Regions from separate parts of the Ovis aries genome. Here region 1 is linked to region 2. The links are chromatin contacts, called in public Hi-C maps. All regions are on one chromosome and are shown on one strand. The core of a region is the stretch at or near the end of the contact, and the rest is flanking DNA. Distances in the headings are between cores, read along the strand shown. Region 1 holds the start of ENO1 (enolase 1). Region 2 has its middle 35 kb from the start of ENO1.

What was found. A called contact is a pair of places that touch in the nucleus more often than the background predicts.
Region 1: a contact with region 2 is called in a Hi-C map of tail adipose tissue, with 2.2 times the contacts expected there. The contact joins the promoter of ENO1 here to the enhancer-like site in region 2. A contact is called at or near these places in 2 of 16 Hi-C or Micro-C datasets (skin fibroblasts and tail adipose tissue).

What each region holds. Positions count from the first base shown.
Region 1 is chr12:43,920,291-43,926,780 of ARS-UI_Ramb_v3.0, forward strand. ENO1 (enolase 1) reads left to right here and starts at 2,110. Exons shown (of 12, transcript XM_042257292.1): 1 at 2,110-2,291; 2 at 4,463-4,556. The coding sequence starts at 4,472.
Region 2 is chr12:43,883,965-43,890,656 of ARS-UI_Ramb_v3.0, forward strand. No RefSeq gene overlaps it. Among named protein-coding and RNA genes, the nearest start is that of ENO1, 35 kb to the right of the region's middle. Within about 2 kb of position 2,832, at least 3 of the 54 cell types and tissues checked have an H3K27ac peak or open chromatin away from gene starts, as enhancers often do.

The DNA of each region.
Region 1 (6,490 bases), core at 860-3,359, 36 kb after region 2:
TGATAAATAATGACTAAACGCCTGTAACAAAGTAGATGGCCTGCAATGGACTGAAGGCACCATGAGTTCCACAGCCTGCTAACAAATCCTCAGGAGCCATGGAGACTGGCAGGGCATTTGGCAGCCTGTGAGTTTTGGAAAGGATAGGAGGACATCTCTACTAATCATTAACATTTGAGCTCCTATTTGAGGTTGAAGTGCTGGCTCAAAAACACTGGGGAGTGGCCTCCAAGAATCTTGCAATAGCAGTGGTCTGAGATCATGTTCTACATTTGATTTCCTGAGAAGAATCACTGGTTGTGGCCAGAGACCTGTTATAAGAGTCATGTTTTTCTATCTTTATCTCTCTAACCATTTTAACAGAAAATGAGATTGTTCTGGAGCCCTTTCAGGGCCACACCTTAGAATTGCTCTGAAAATAAGAGCTGTAAGTGTCTGATTTCTGTAGAACTCTTAAGGTTTAGGACATGGTGGCTGTTGATTTAGCTGCTGAGTCATGGGGCTGGGATCTTGGTTTTAAGCAGTCTGAAACATCAGTGTATTGTTGAGGAAATCACAAACTCTGCTTGCAAAATTCATATTGCAAATATTTTACAATTTCCTTGTTGCTTTTTTGCTGAATTTAATCCTAAAGTTCTTTCTTCTTAGTCAGTAGGCCTTCAGCTTTATCCAAAGCTAGGGATTAAGGAAGAAAAGCAGGTTTTGCAGCTGACAAGAAGAAATAATAATTTGAATATACACTTTGATCTCTCTATGCAATGTGTTAAACCTGAAGATGTATGACACTGTTTTAGCTCTCTGAATTACACACCAAGAGGATGGCTAAGACAGTACAAATAATTCTTACTGGAAAACAAAGCCCTCCCTTGAGTGTGTTTGGGGTGGGGTGGGGATGTACTGAAGAACTGATTTAAAACGGGAATCCGTTCATTCTTCAGCAGAGGGTAAAACAACTACATCTACCATTGTCTAATTTTTATTTGTCAGACCACTGAGGAATATTGCCTGTTTTGAATTTTGAGAAATCCCCCAGGATCTGTGTGAAATTCCACTGCCAAACCAACGCTCCCCTAGCAGGTCAGATGGTAAAGGATCCGCAAGCAATTCAGGAGATCCCGGTTCCATTCCTGGGTCGGGAAGATCCCCTAGAGAAGGAAATGGCAAGCCATTCCAGCATCCATGGACAGAGGAGCCTGGTGGGCTACAGTTCATGGTGGTCGCAAAGAGTCAGACACAACTGAGCGACTAACACACACACACACACACACACACAAGCAAACCAGGACAAGTATGGTTCACAGGGATGAGAAAGGGAGGGATGGGGCCTCCTTTTAAGATGCAACATTAACAAGAGGCTAAGAATGAACTAACCCTGGGCACGCACATGGAGGAGTGCCTGGGCCGTAGGAAGTGCTCAAAAAGAATGAGCTCCAATTAAGACAAAGTGAACATCCTTTCCGCTATCTTGGCCTGATAACTTATGAGTGACCGACGCACAAAGACAAAGGGACCATGTCACCTTGGCGGGCGGCCGGGAACGCAGGGCGCAGGCGCGAGTGAGCGCACGTGGCTAGGCTCCCGGCTCCGCGGCCCGGGAGCCGGGTAGGGGCACGTGGCCGCCAACGTCTCCCTGGGGTCTCCAGCACCGCGCAGCCAGGCGAGGGGTGGGGCGGCCAGGGAGGACGGGCCGCGAAGGTCGTCACCAAGGTCGTGGGCCGGACGTGCGGCGCCGGAGCGACGCTGCATGCGTGCGGGACTCGGAGTACGTGACGGAACCCCGAGTCCTCATGCCGGCCGCGCCGCCCCGCCCCTCCTCTCCCCCGGGGCCCCAGAGCCACAGATTCCGCTCCGCCGGGGGGGGGGGACCTCAGCCCGACACTGGAGCAGGGGGGATTGGGGCTTGTCCATACCCCCACCCATTTGCTGGGGCAGTGGGGACGCCCCAGCCTGGTCCCGCCCATCTCCCTGGTATGTCGCCCCATCTATCCATCCGCAGCGACCGCAGCCCCTCCCTTCCCTCGGACGAGAGACCGAGTGACGGCGCGCTCGGCCAATGGCAAGGCGCCGCAGAGGGGGCGGGAAGTGGGCGGGGTCCCCTCCGGGCTGGGCAGGAAGTCCTGTCCCGAGGCGCGGAGAAGAGCTTGGGGTAGTCGGAGCGCTCGGCCTTTGCGACTTAATCGCTCATCCTCGGTGTCCGCAGCACCCTCTGTCTCTCTCTCTCTCGGGCGGCGACCTCCGGCGGCCGGGTGAGAACTCGAGGAAGGGCTGCCGAGCGAGCACCCGGGCGGGCGGTGCGTGGGTCCCCCGGGCTCGCGGGCGCTCCTGCCAGTCAGACTGCGGGTGGGGGGTTCGGCTGGGATGGGGAAGGGGTGGGTCCGCGCTCGCGACTGGCCTCCCTGGCCGGACTCGCGGCTCGACGCTGGGGCACGGCGCCCGGTTTCTCCGGAGGGGGAAGTGCACCTCAGCCTGAGATTACGGGTTACGGGGCCGCGTAACTGTCCCGGGAGATCAGGGATACAACACACAGTCACCAAGACAGCAAGTGGCGAGGGTGGAAGGTTTGGAAAGCGCTCCAGGTCCAACCTGCGTGCTCATTAAAGCCAGGCGCTTAAGAAAATGGACAAAATGGCCGGGAAAGGAGAGATTCCCGCGGAGCTGCAACTCCCCCCTCCGAGTCCCGCGCCCCTGCCTCCCGCTGGTGGCCCCCGGCCTGGCGCCTGGGTGTCCAGCCCGTCGCTGCTCCAGAATGAGCAGAAACTAATGTGGGTTTCGAAGGCGCTTGTCCTAGAACAGACTGCAGCGGAGCCGGGGAGTCATTGGGAAGCCCTCCTGGCGACCTCACCCATGTCGGGCACGAGCCGCTTTCGGCTCCCCGGGCTGGCCACCAACAGTCAAACCCTGATCTGACATAAAAAGGATGTATTTTACGAAATCTTGTTCGCTGCTTCCTCTGCAATGTGGTCTTCCCCTTGAGCGGTGAGGGCAGCCGACTGACCTGCTTCCGGGGCACGTGTAGGCCCTGGCTGCCCGATCTGCCCATGCTGCCCCTGGTCCAGGGTTCGGTCTAGACCGATAAAAAGCCGTGCAGGCTCCCAGTCAGACACACCTTCCTCTCTCTCTGTGCTCATAGCGTTTTAATAACTTCGGAGAAAAGTTTTTCTATCCAATTTAAAGATAAGTTGAATTTTATTTTTACATCATGAAATAAGTTAATTACTTTGTCTTATATCACTAAAAGGAAACCAAAAATGAAATCTTAAAACTGTGTGATGAGGTAGTGAAATGAAGATGTGTTTAAAAGTGTATCTAAAATCTGTAAAGTAAATCAGTGGTGGCCTGAGGATGAGGGGACGGTGACTGGAAATGGCCTAAGCAAACTTTGGCAGTGATAAATGTTACACAGGTATGATTTTCCAAACCCCAGAGTTAACTAGAATTTTAAAACGAAGCAAATTTACCTTTTTGTAAAATAGGAGATTAAAAACTAGATGTCTTTTTATTGGCTAATGAATAAAAACTCCATTGTTAGAAAGACAAAGCCACACACGTGACTTCTTGTCTAATTTTGAAACTTAAAAAGATGCCATTTGCTGCTTCAGAACATTCCAGAGAAGATACTGGAGGAGGGCCCGGCTTTTGAACAGTGATTAGATGTCTACCTCTGTCTTACACGTTGTTCAATTAGTTTATTCCTTGGAGATCCCCTGGGAGGGAAAGCAAGAAAAGGACTTTTTTTTTTTTTTTTTTTTTTAGCTCTTGATATTAACTCTTTGTAGCTGCAACCCCCACCTTTTTTTAAAGGTGTTTTCAAAGGAAACTTCTTCACTTGGCATATCCTAGTTCTCAAAAAATCATTTCTCTAGGTACAATTAAGATTTCATAATTAAGATTTTTAGATGGGGTGACATGCCCATTGAAAGAGATACTAATTAGATAACGTTATTTTTGTGCCCTGTCTTGCTAAAAACCCAAGCACTGTGAGGTTTGAACGGCTCAGAAATTGGCAAAGCTCTCAGCACACCGACCAAGAAGCTCACTCTTCTCTTCCAAACTCATAATTTCTGATTATCCTATATCAACCCATTAAAGATCCTCCTGCTGCCTCAAGTTACCTGATGAATTGTGTTTTCAGCTTTTAATTCACTGTTCTGCTAAAAACCAAATTTTCCTCCTGTAGTTTCTTTTTTTTTTTTTTAATCCCACCAGCACACATGTGGTCAGGCTTTCTTTGCTTGCAGGACCAGCCCTGAACTAGTAGGGCCTTTCAGAGCTGCCCCCCACCTACTTTTTAGGAACAATTCCCACTGCTTTCCAGCAGGCATTTTCTAGTCACCTTTCCTACATTAATTTTTAGTTATATGCAGACTCTTCCTAGTATAGAAATCCGCAGACGTGACCTTGTGAATAATGAGCTGAGGCTTCGTTATGGTTCATGGAAAACGTGAACTGTGTTTCCCTGCAGAAATTCACCATGTCCATCCTGAAGGTCCACGCCAGAGAGATCTTTGACTCTCGTGGCAATCCCACTGTCGAGGTTGATCTCTTCACCGCGAAAGGTATGTGCCACCTTTGTTTCTATAGTCTGTTGCGCCACATTCCATTTTTAAAGCTTCAAATGACAGAGCCTTAGGCAAGAAACAGCTTGTGGTCTTGAAAGCCTTTCTTTCTGATCTGCACATGTTGGTAGGCTGTGCTCCGAGGTTGGGAGGCAAGAGTCCCTTGTGCTTCTTGGTATTTAGAGCAGGATGCAGGTCAGTTCCCAGGTCACTGAGATAGGGAGGTAAGGTGATACCTTGTCCCTAAAAGGGCCCGTCACTCACAGCTTGTTGTGACCAAATAAGTAGGTACGGTGTGATAGGATGGATCTTCCTTGAAAAGGAAAGAGATTAAGGCAATGGCAGCCAACTCCAGTACTCTTGTCTGGAAAATCCCATGGAGGGAGAGCCTGGTAGGCTGCAGTCCATGGGGTCGCTAAGAGTCGGACACAACTGAGCAACTTCACTTTCACTTTTCACTTTATGCATTGGAGAAGGACATGGCAACCCACTCCAATATTCTTGCCTGGAGAATCCCAGGGACACAGGAGCCTGGTGGGCTGCCATCTATGGGGTCACACAGAGTTGGACATGACTGAAGCGACTTAGCAGCAAGGGTATATGTAGCGCTCTATGTTGGGACATTCCAGAGGCTGGTATTTTTACCTGGCTCTAAGTCCACATAGGAAGAATTTGCCCACATTTGAAAAGGATAGAATGGGACCCCCTTAAAATATCCCCTCCTTAATCTTTTTTTAATTTAAGAAAATCTGGTGCTTCCCTACCCCTTGTGTTACCTCTAGCAACATCTCAGCCATTTTCTGAATGGCCCAAGTGCGTGAAGTTGGAAAGGGAGCTTCAGGCAGAGAGGCACCGAGTGGTGCCGAGCACAGACCTGCCAGTCAGAGCTGAGTCATGGTCTGAATCACAGGCCTGGCAGAGGAACCTCCAGCCCATCCCTTCCTGTCCTGCCTTCCCCCTTGCCCAGAAAGTGAAGGCCCCTCAAGTGTAGATTCATCCAGCAGAAGTCTACCTGTGGTTACGGTGGGGGTTGCCATGAGAACACCATTGCTTCTGGGCATGTGCCTTGTGGATTCTCCAAAGATTGCAAGAATTTCCTTTCAGTTTATGAGAATGGCTCACTTAGAGAGTGGAACTTTCCACTTGGAAATTAATGGACTTTGAACAACGAAAAAAGACCCAGGATGCTAGAAGATTGTTGAAAAGGAGGCATTTTCTTTGAAATTCTTTAAAATGACTAAAATTAATGTCTTTTAACATTTAAATGAATGGAACTTTCTCTTATGTGTCTTAATCCTTTTCAGAAAGAAAAAAAAAGCCAGGAAATCATAAATTTGTTAAGAACCTTTCATCACTTCTTTCTTTCTTAGAATTTATTTTTTAGGCCAGTTTTAGGTTCACAGCAAAATCAAGTGGAAAGTAGAGTGTTCTCATCTATCCCCCATCCCCACCATCAACACTCTAAGCTGAGCAGTAGTTAGAGTCAAACCTGCATTGATACGTTAACACCCAAAATCCATAGTTGACCTTCTTCGCCTAGACTAACCTTTGTTAGAGTCAAGCCTGTATTGACTTGTTATCAGCCAAAGTCCATAGCTGACCTTAGAGTCACTCTTACTTCCATCGCGTCTTCACCTCATCCAGAGCTGATGGATACAGAGAAAGCCAGGGGCTGGATACAAAGAACATGTGGCCTGCTGCTCACATAGTCGTGTGGTGACCCAAGCATGTAACCAAGTGTTACTGAGATACTTGGTTGGTTTTTTCCTCTTGAGTTGCCCTCACATCCCTGCACTCGCCAGTTCTCAGAGGGGAAATCCCTGATAGTTTCAAGAAGGCTGCCTGCACTTCCTGCTCCCCTAACCCTGTCTGCCCCATGTAACCGGATCTCTGCAGTACCTTTCCTGACCCCGTCTGTCCTCCAAGGACAGCTG
Region 2 (6,692 bases), core at 1,582-4,081:
GTCTCTGTTTCCCTCTGCCAACCACTCCTTCCTTCTGATTTCCTCTTTTTTTTTTACAACTGTGATTTGCTTTAGAAACCAGGTTATTTGTCCTATGGAGAATGTGGCTTGCTTTCTTGTGGTGTATTTAACTTGTTCCTCTGTATCCTGTGGGCTTCCCTGGTAGCTCACTAGTAAAGAACCAGCAATATGGAAGACCTGGGTTCTATCCCTGGGTTGGGAAGATCTCCTGGAGGAGAGAATGGCTACCCACTCCAGTATTCTAGCCTGGAGAATGCCACGCACTGCGTAGTCCATGGGGTTGCAAAGAGTCAGACACAACTGAACGGCTTTCTCTTGTATTTTCTGTGAAAGGACAGACCTAGATCCAGCTTTCACTTAATTTTTTTTTTTTGGCAGTAGAGTACTTCATGTGGGATCAAGCACCAAGAAATATGGGTAAAGTGAGTTGTGCATGTTAAATATATACACTAGATTTCAAAGAAAAAGTGAAAATATCTCATGGATAAGCCTTTATATTAGTTACATATTGAAACATCATTTTGAATATACAGGGCTGAATAAAATATAGTATTAAAATTAATTTTGCTTTCCTTTTTACTTTGTTTATTGTGGTTACCAAACTTTGTTGCTTATATATATGCCTTATATTTCTTTTGGATAGCACATATATAGACAGTAATATCATCTTCAAATGATGACATTGGTTTCTAATTCTACATTTTGTTTATTTTTCTTGTCTTGCTGCATTAGCTTTGTCTAGTCACTAAGTCATGTCCAGTTCTTTGTGACCCCATGGACTGCAGCACACCAGGCTCCAGTCCATGGGGTCTATGTTAGCAAAGACCAACCATTTTGTATTAAATAAGATAGTAATGATGAAGATTCCAGTTGCTTTCCCAACTTAAAAGGATGGTTTCTCACAGATTCAAAGACAGAGAATGAACTTCTGGTTGCTGGGAGATGAAGCTGGGAAGGGATAGTTAGAGAGTTTGGGATCATCGTGTATACACTGCTACATTTAAAACGGATAACCAACAACGACCTACTGTATAGCACAGGGAACTCTGCTTAATATTATGTGGCAGGCTGGATGGGAGGGGGGTCTGGGGGAGAACGGACATATGTATGTGTATGGCTGAGGCCCTTTGCTGTTCACCTGAAACTATCACAACATTCTTAATCAGCTATGTGCTGTTCTGTGTTTAGTCTCTCAGTCATGTCCAGGTCTTTGCGAACACTTGGACTACAGCCCAGCAGGCTCCTCTGTCCATGGGGATTCTCCATGCAAGAATACTGGAGTGGGTAGCCTATCTCTTCCCAAGGGGAACTTCCCAACCCAGGAATTGAACTGGGGTCTCCAGGGAAGCCAATTAATCAGTTATACTCCAATACAAAATAAAAAACTTTTTTTTTTTTAAAGAGAAGGATGGTTTCTCAGATGAAACAGTTTCCTAGTTTATGTTATGGGTTGAATTATGCTTCCCCTCCAAATTCAAATGTTCAGTTACTAACCCCCAGTACCTCAGAATGTGATTGGTTTTGAAGACAGAATCTTTATGGAGATAATTAAGCTAAAATAAAGTCATTGGCCAGGGGCAGGGGAAGGATGGGGAATAATCTGGTATAAATGGTATCCTTGTAAAAAGGGGAAGCTTAAACACATAGAGGGAAGACAGTCTGAAGAGACACAGGAGAATGGCCATCTATAAGGAAAGAGGTCTGGAGCAGATTCTAGCAGAGCCCTCGGCAGGAACCACCTGCTTGTACCTTGATCTCAGATTTCTAGCCTCCAGAACTGTGAGAGAGTTTTTCTGTCATGAGCCCACTTGTCTGTGGCGCTTCTAAAGTATGCTCGAAAAAACTAATTCACTCAGATTAAGGAATTTTCCTCCTGTTCCTAGTTTTGCTGAACTTTCTTAGCATTGATGACTGTTGACTTCTCTTGAATGCTTTTTCCTGGCTTTTAAGATCATCATGTGGATTTTCCCCTGTAACTTGTGTACGTTTTGGATTATTCTCAAGCCATTATCTTTTCAAACACTGTGCTTAGTCACTGAGTCATATCTGACTCTTTGCAACCCTAAGGACTGTAGCCTGCCAGGCTCCTCTGTCCATGGGATTTCCCAAACAAGAATACTGGAGCAAGTTGCCATTTCCTTCTCCAGGGGATGGATCTTCCCAAGCCAGGGATTGAACCCACATCTCCTGCGGCTCCTGCATTGGCAAGCAGGTTCTTAACCTCTAGTGCCACATGGGAAGCCCATTGCCTGCTCTGGAACTCTAATGAAACCTGTGTCAGACTTTATCATTCAGTCTTCTGAGTTTCTTAATATCTCACGGTTTTTCTCCTCATCTCTCTGTGCTGCATACTAGCTAACTTTTTTCCACTCAGTCCTTCTTGTGATCAGTTCTATCTTTGATTGTGTCTAATCATCTGCTTTTCATCCATTCATTTTCATTTTTAAAAGTTCTATTTGGTTCTTTTAAAAATATACATGGTCAGGCCTTCCCTGGTAGTCCAGTGGTTAATACTCTTCACTCCCAATACAGGGGACTTGTGTTCTATCTATGGTCAGGGAACCAAGATCCTGCATCAGTGCAGCCAAAAAAAAATACACACACATATATACACACCTGGTTATTCTTGGAAGTTTCTTTTGATTGTTCATTTTAAATGCTTTTTTAAAATTCCATGTACCATTATTTAGTGATCTGTATCTAACTGTTCCACAATCTGAAATCTTAGGATACCTAGGTCTGCTGCTCAAGTTTCTGCTGATTCTCACTCATGACGACTCATTTCCTTATGTGTTGGGAAATTGTATCATGAGCCTGTATTTACTTAAACTTAGCCTGAGTAACACTGAGGGTAAAGTTGGGGAGGCTTTCCTCCAGGGAGGAGTGACATGAGACGCAAGCAACCATAGTGGAAAAGCAGTGAATGACACATAGTAAAATGCCTCGTGGTCTGACACTGCGGCAGCAGTAAGTGTCCCAGGAGATGAGAAGAGAAGAAAATATTTGAGATGGATGTTAAAGGCAATGAAAGAAATGCGTAGTTGTGTGATGAAGTCATGTGAGATCATTGTTTATCAGAAAAAAATTATTTTCACAGTCACAGAGGAATGTTCAGTTCAATTCAGTTCAGTTCAGTCACTCAGTCATGTCCGACTCTTTGCGACCCCATGAATCGCAGCACGCCAGGCCTCCCTGTCCATCATCAACTCCCGGACTTCACTCAGATTCACGTCCATCAAGTCAGTGATGTCATCCAACCATCTCATCTTCTGTCGTCCCCTTCTCCTCCTGCCCCCAATCCCTCCCAGCATCAGAGTCTTTTCCAGTGAGTCAACTCTTCGCATCAGGTGGCCAAAGTACTGGAGTCTCAGCTTTAGCATCATTCCTTCCAAAGAAATCCCAGGGCTGATCTCCTTCAGAATAGACTGGTTGGATCTCCTTGCAGTCCAAGGGACTCTCAAGAGTCTTCTCCAACACCATAGTTCAAAAGCATCAATTCTTCAGCGCTCTGCCTTCTTCACAGCCCAACTCTCACATCCATACATGACTACTGGAAAAACCATAGCCTTGACTAGAGAAATGTTACTATGTACAATTTGGAATCCTCACTAACCTGGCTGAACAAACAGCCAGGAAGCAGAACTTTGGCACAGAGGATGCTGATACAAGCTCCAGAATTCCTGGGTAATACATCAATGGGGTAGAAGAGAGATTCAAAGATTTTCCATGAAACTGCATTTTGAAGAGACTTCCCTGGCTGTCCAGTAATTAAGAATCTGCCTCCCAATGCAGGGGACACAAGTTCCATTCCTGGTCTGGAAACAGAGATCCCACTTGCCAGAGGGCAACTAAGCCTGAGCGCTGCAACTGGAAAAGGCTGATAAATGCAGCTACCGAGCCTGGGAGCTCTAGAGCCTGAGTCCCACAGTAAGAGAAGCCCGAGTGCAACAACAAAGACCCAGCGTAGCCAAAGCCAAAAAAGGTAAAACCAGCATTTATGCACATTTTCATCTAGATCATGTCTGGGGAGATGACATGAGGGAGATTCTGGTAGAGACTGTAGGAAACTTAAAGAACCTCCATTGATCCCCCCACTAAGGTCTGTCCAAAAGCCGCAGAGAAATCAGCACCTCTCCCGCTTGTCAGAGAGGTACTGAGCCTGGCCTGGAGCTAACCTTTTTTCCCAACCTGTTCCACACACCTTCTCTGACATTGTGTTTGGAGCCAGAGAGCTTTGTCAATTGCTGATTACAGGAGAAAAACATTATCCAAATGGCAGAGCGGTGCCAAAGCCTGCATGTTGTGAATGCCTGGCTAATGCTGCTGAGTTTCTATAATAACTAGTTCATCCTCTAAGTCCAGGAAGCTGGGGAGAGATGTGGCTGGCCTGCTAACCCAGGTAGCTTCCAGAGCCCAGAAGGATCCTGCTGGGGCCACAGGAAGATAGAGGGGTCTCCTGCAATCCCCACAGCCAGTCCCCACTGGAAAGGGGATCTGAAAGCTTTTGAAGACTGGGCCCGCTTCTTCAGATTCTCACAAGTACAGGGGGATTCCTGAAGGTCACCAGCAAATCTCAGCATTGGCAGATAAGGACAATGAGAGGAACCTGAGTCTCAGAGAGTGGGTCTGAGGAAAATGCAAGTCACCATCCCCTACAGAGAAGCACCTCATCCATTCAGCAAAGACTTATTAAGCACCTGCTTTGGGTTGGACATGGGAACACGGCCGTGAATCGAAGTCCCAGCCTGGCCTTCCCAGTCTGACGGGGGAGATGGCCTTGTGAGCTGGGGGTGTTAGGGTGTGCAATATACAGGTGCCGGGAACCCAGAGGAGGGAGCACGTGGTCCACAGTCTCGGGGAGTAGGAGCAGCGTGGAGGTGGAGGAAGAGCTAGTTGGTTTACAACTCCATTTAAAGCATCATCAGGGGCTTTGTTGTGCTGTCATTTTCATGAGTCTGGCAAAGAGGGTTGGTGCCCCAGGTGGAAGGAGCCCCACGAACAGAAGCACCATTGTCGCAGACTTTCCCACACAGCCCCCGATCCTACCAAATGGCATGGGTGATGACCAGAGCACAGAAGAGGGGACAGCAAGCTTCCTCATCCTCACATCTCAGGCTCCCCGGCCCTGCACTCAGGATTCTACCTCTCTAGGTACTGTATTTCTGGGTTGTACAAAGTAAAGTCATCTCACTCCACAACTGGCCAACAGTGCTTTCTGGAAAGCTAGAGACTTTTTAAAAATCAAAGTATAGTTGGTTTTCAATGTTGGGTTCATTTCTGCTGTACAACAAAGAGATTGGGTTATACGTATACATACATTCTTTTTCATATTCCTTTCCATTATGGAGTATCAAGGGATATTGAATATAGTTCCCCTGGTTATATGGTAGGACTTTGTTGTTTATTCACCGTGTGTATACTAGTTTGTACCTGCTAAACCCAAACTCCCACTGCAGCCCCCCCCACCTATTCCCTTTCCCCCTTGGCAACCACAAGTCTGTTCTCTATAAAGACATATTTATTGATATCATTAATTCATTGACTTTTCAAGGACCTTTATTCTTTCTAGGCCATGCTTGGATTTAGGGAATGGAAAGTATCTTTACTGACATTCAGCTGGGAACCAGACCCCTCTGTCTGCATTAAGGTAACTTCACTCTTTCCCTGTCTTTGCCTTTGTGCTCTCCAGAGTCTTCTGTCCAGGAAAATAGTTTAATCACTACAAGGAATTGCTGAAACACCCATCAGCTCTTCAGTGGAAAGTACCAATGGACAGTTTGCCTCCTAAGATTCTTTGAATCCCTCGAAATCTTGGCTTATTTTAAAATCCTCGTCTTACTGCTCCCCCAATCCTGGAAAGCTGTGTCATGATTCTTACCCAGTCCCAATCAACTGTCCTCATTGAATGATTTGCCTGAAGCCACACTTCCAACTCGATAAATTCTGACCTTAACATGCCCTTTCAGAAGCCCTGGGGAAACTTTGCAAAGTGAGATTCTTCCTTACCTGGTAAGCAATAAACTTAACTTGCTCTTCCCAGCAGACTGTGTTGGTGATATTTGGGGAGCCAGTTTTCAACAGTTGCTTTTTGTGACAACCATCTGAGTTAGAAGCTGGAGAAGGAAATGGCAACCCACTCCAGTATTCTTGCCTAGAGAATCCCATGGACGGAGGAGCCTGGTGGACTATAGTCCATGGTGTTGCGAAGAGTCGGACACGACTGAGCGACTTCACTTCTGAGTTAGAGGGGATTCCCAGGTGGTGCTAGTGGTAAGAACCCACCTGCCAATGCAGGAGACGTAAGAGATGCAGGTTTGATTCCTAGGTTAGATCCCCTGGAGGTGGGCCTGGTATTTATTTGGGGGCTTTTCTGGTGGCTCAGCTGGTAAACAATCAGCCTGCAATGTGGGAGACCTGGGTTTGATCCCTGTGTTGGGAAGATCCCCTGGAGAAGGGAATGGCTACCCACTCCAGCATTCTGGCCTGGACAATTCCATGAACTAGTCCATGGGGTCACAAAGAGTCGGACCACATGGACTGACTTTCACTTTCACTTTCTGAGTTAGACGGGACAAGTGTTTCTCTCCCCATTTAACAGATAGGGAAGCTGAGGTACTGAAAATCAGAAAGTGTGTCCCAAGTAGGGGCAGCTCCAGAGCCCCAGTCTCAGG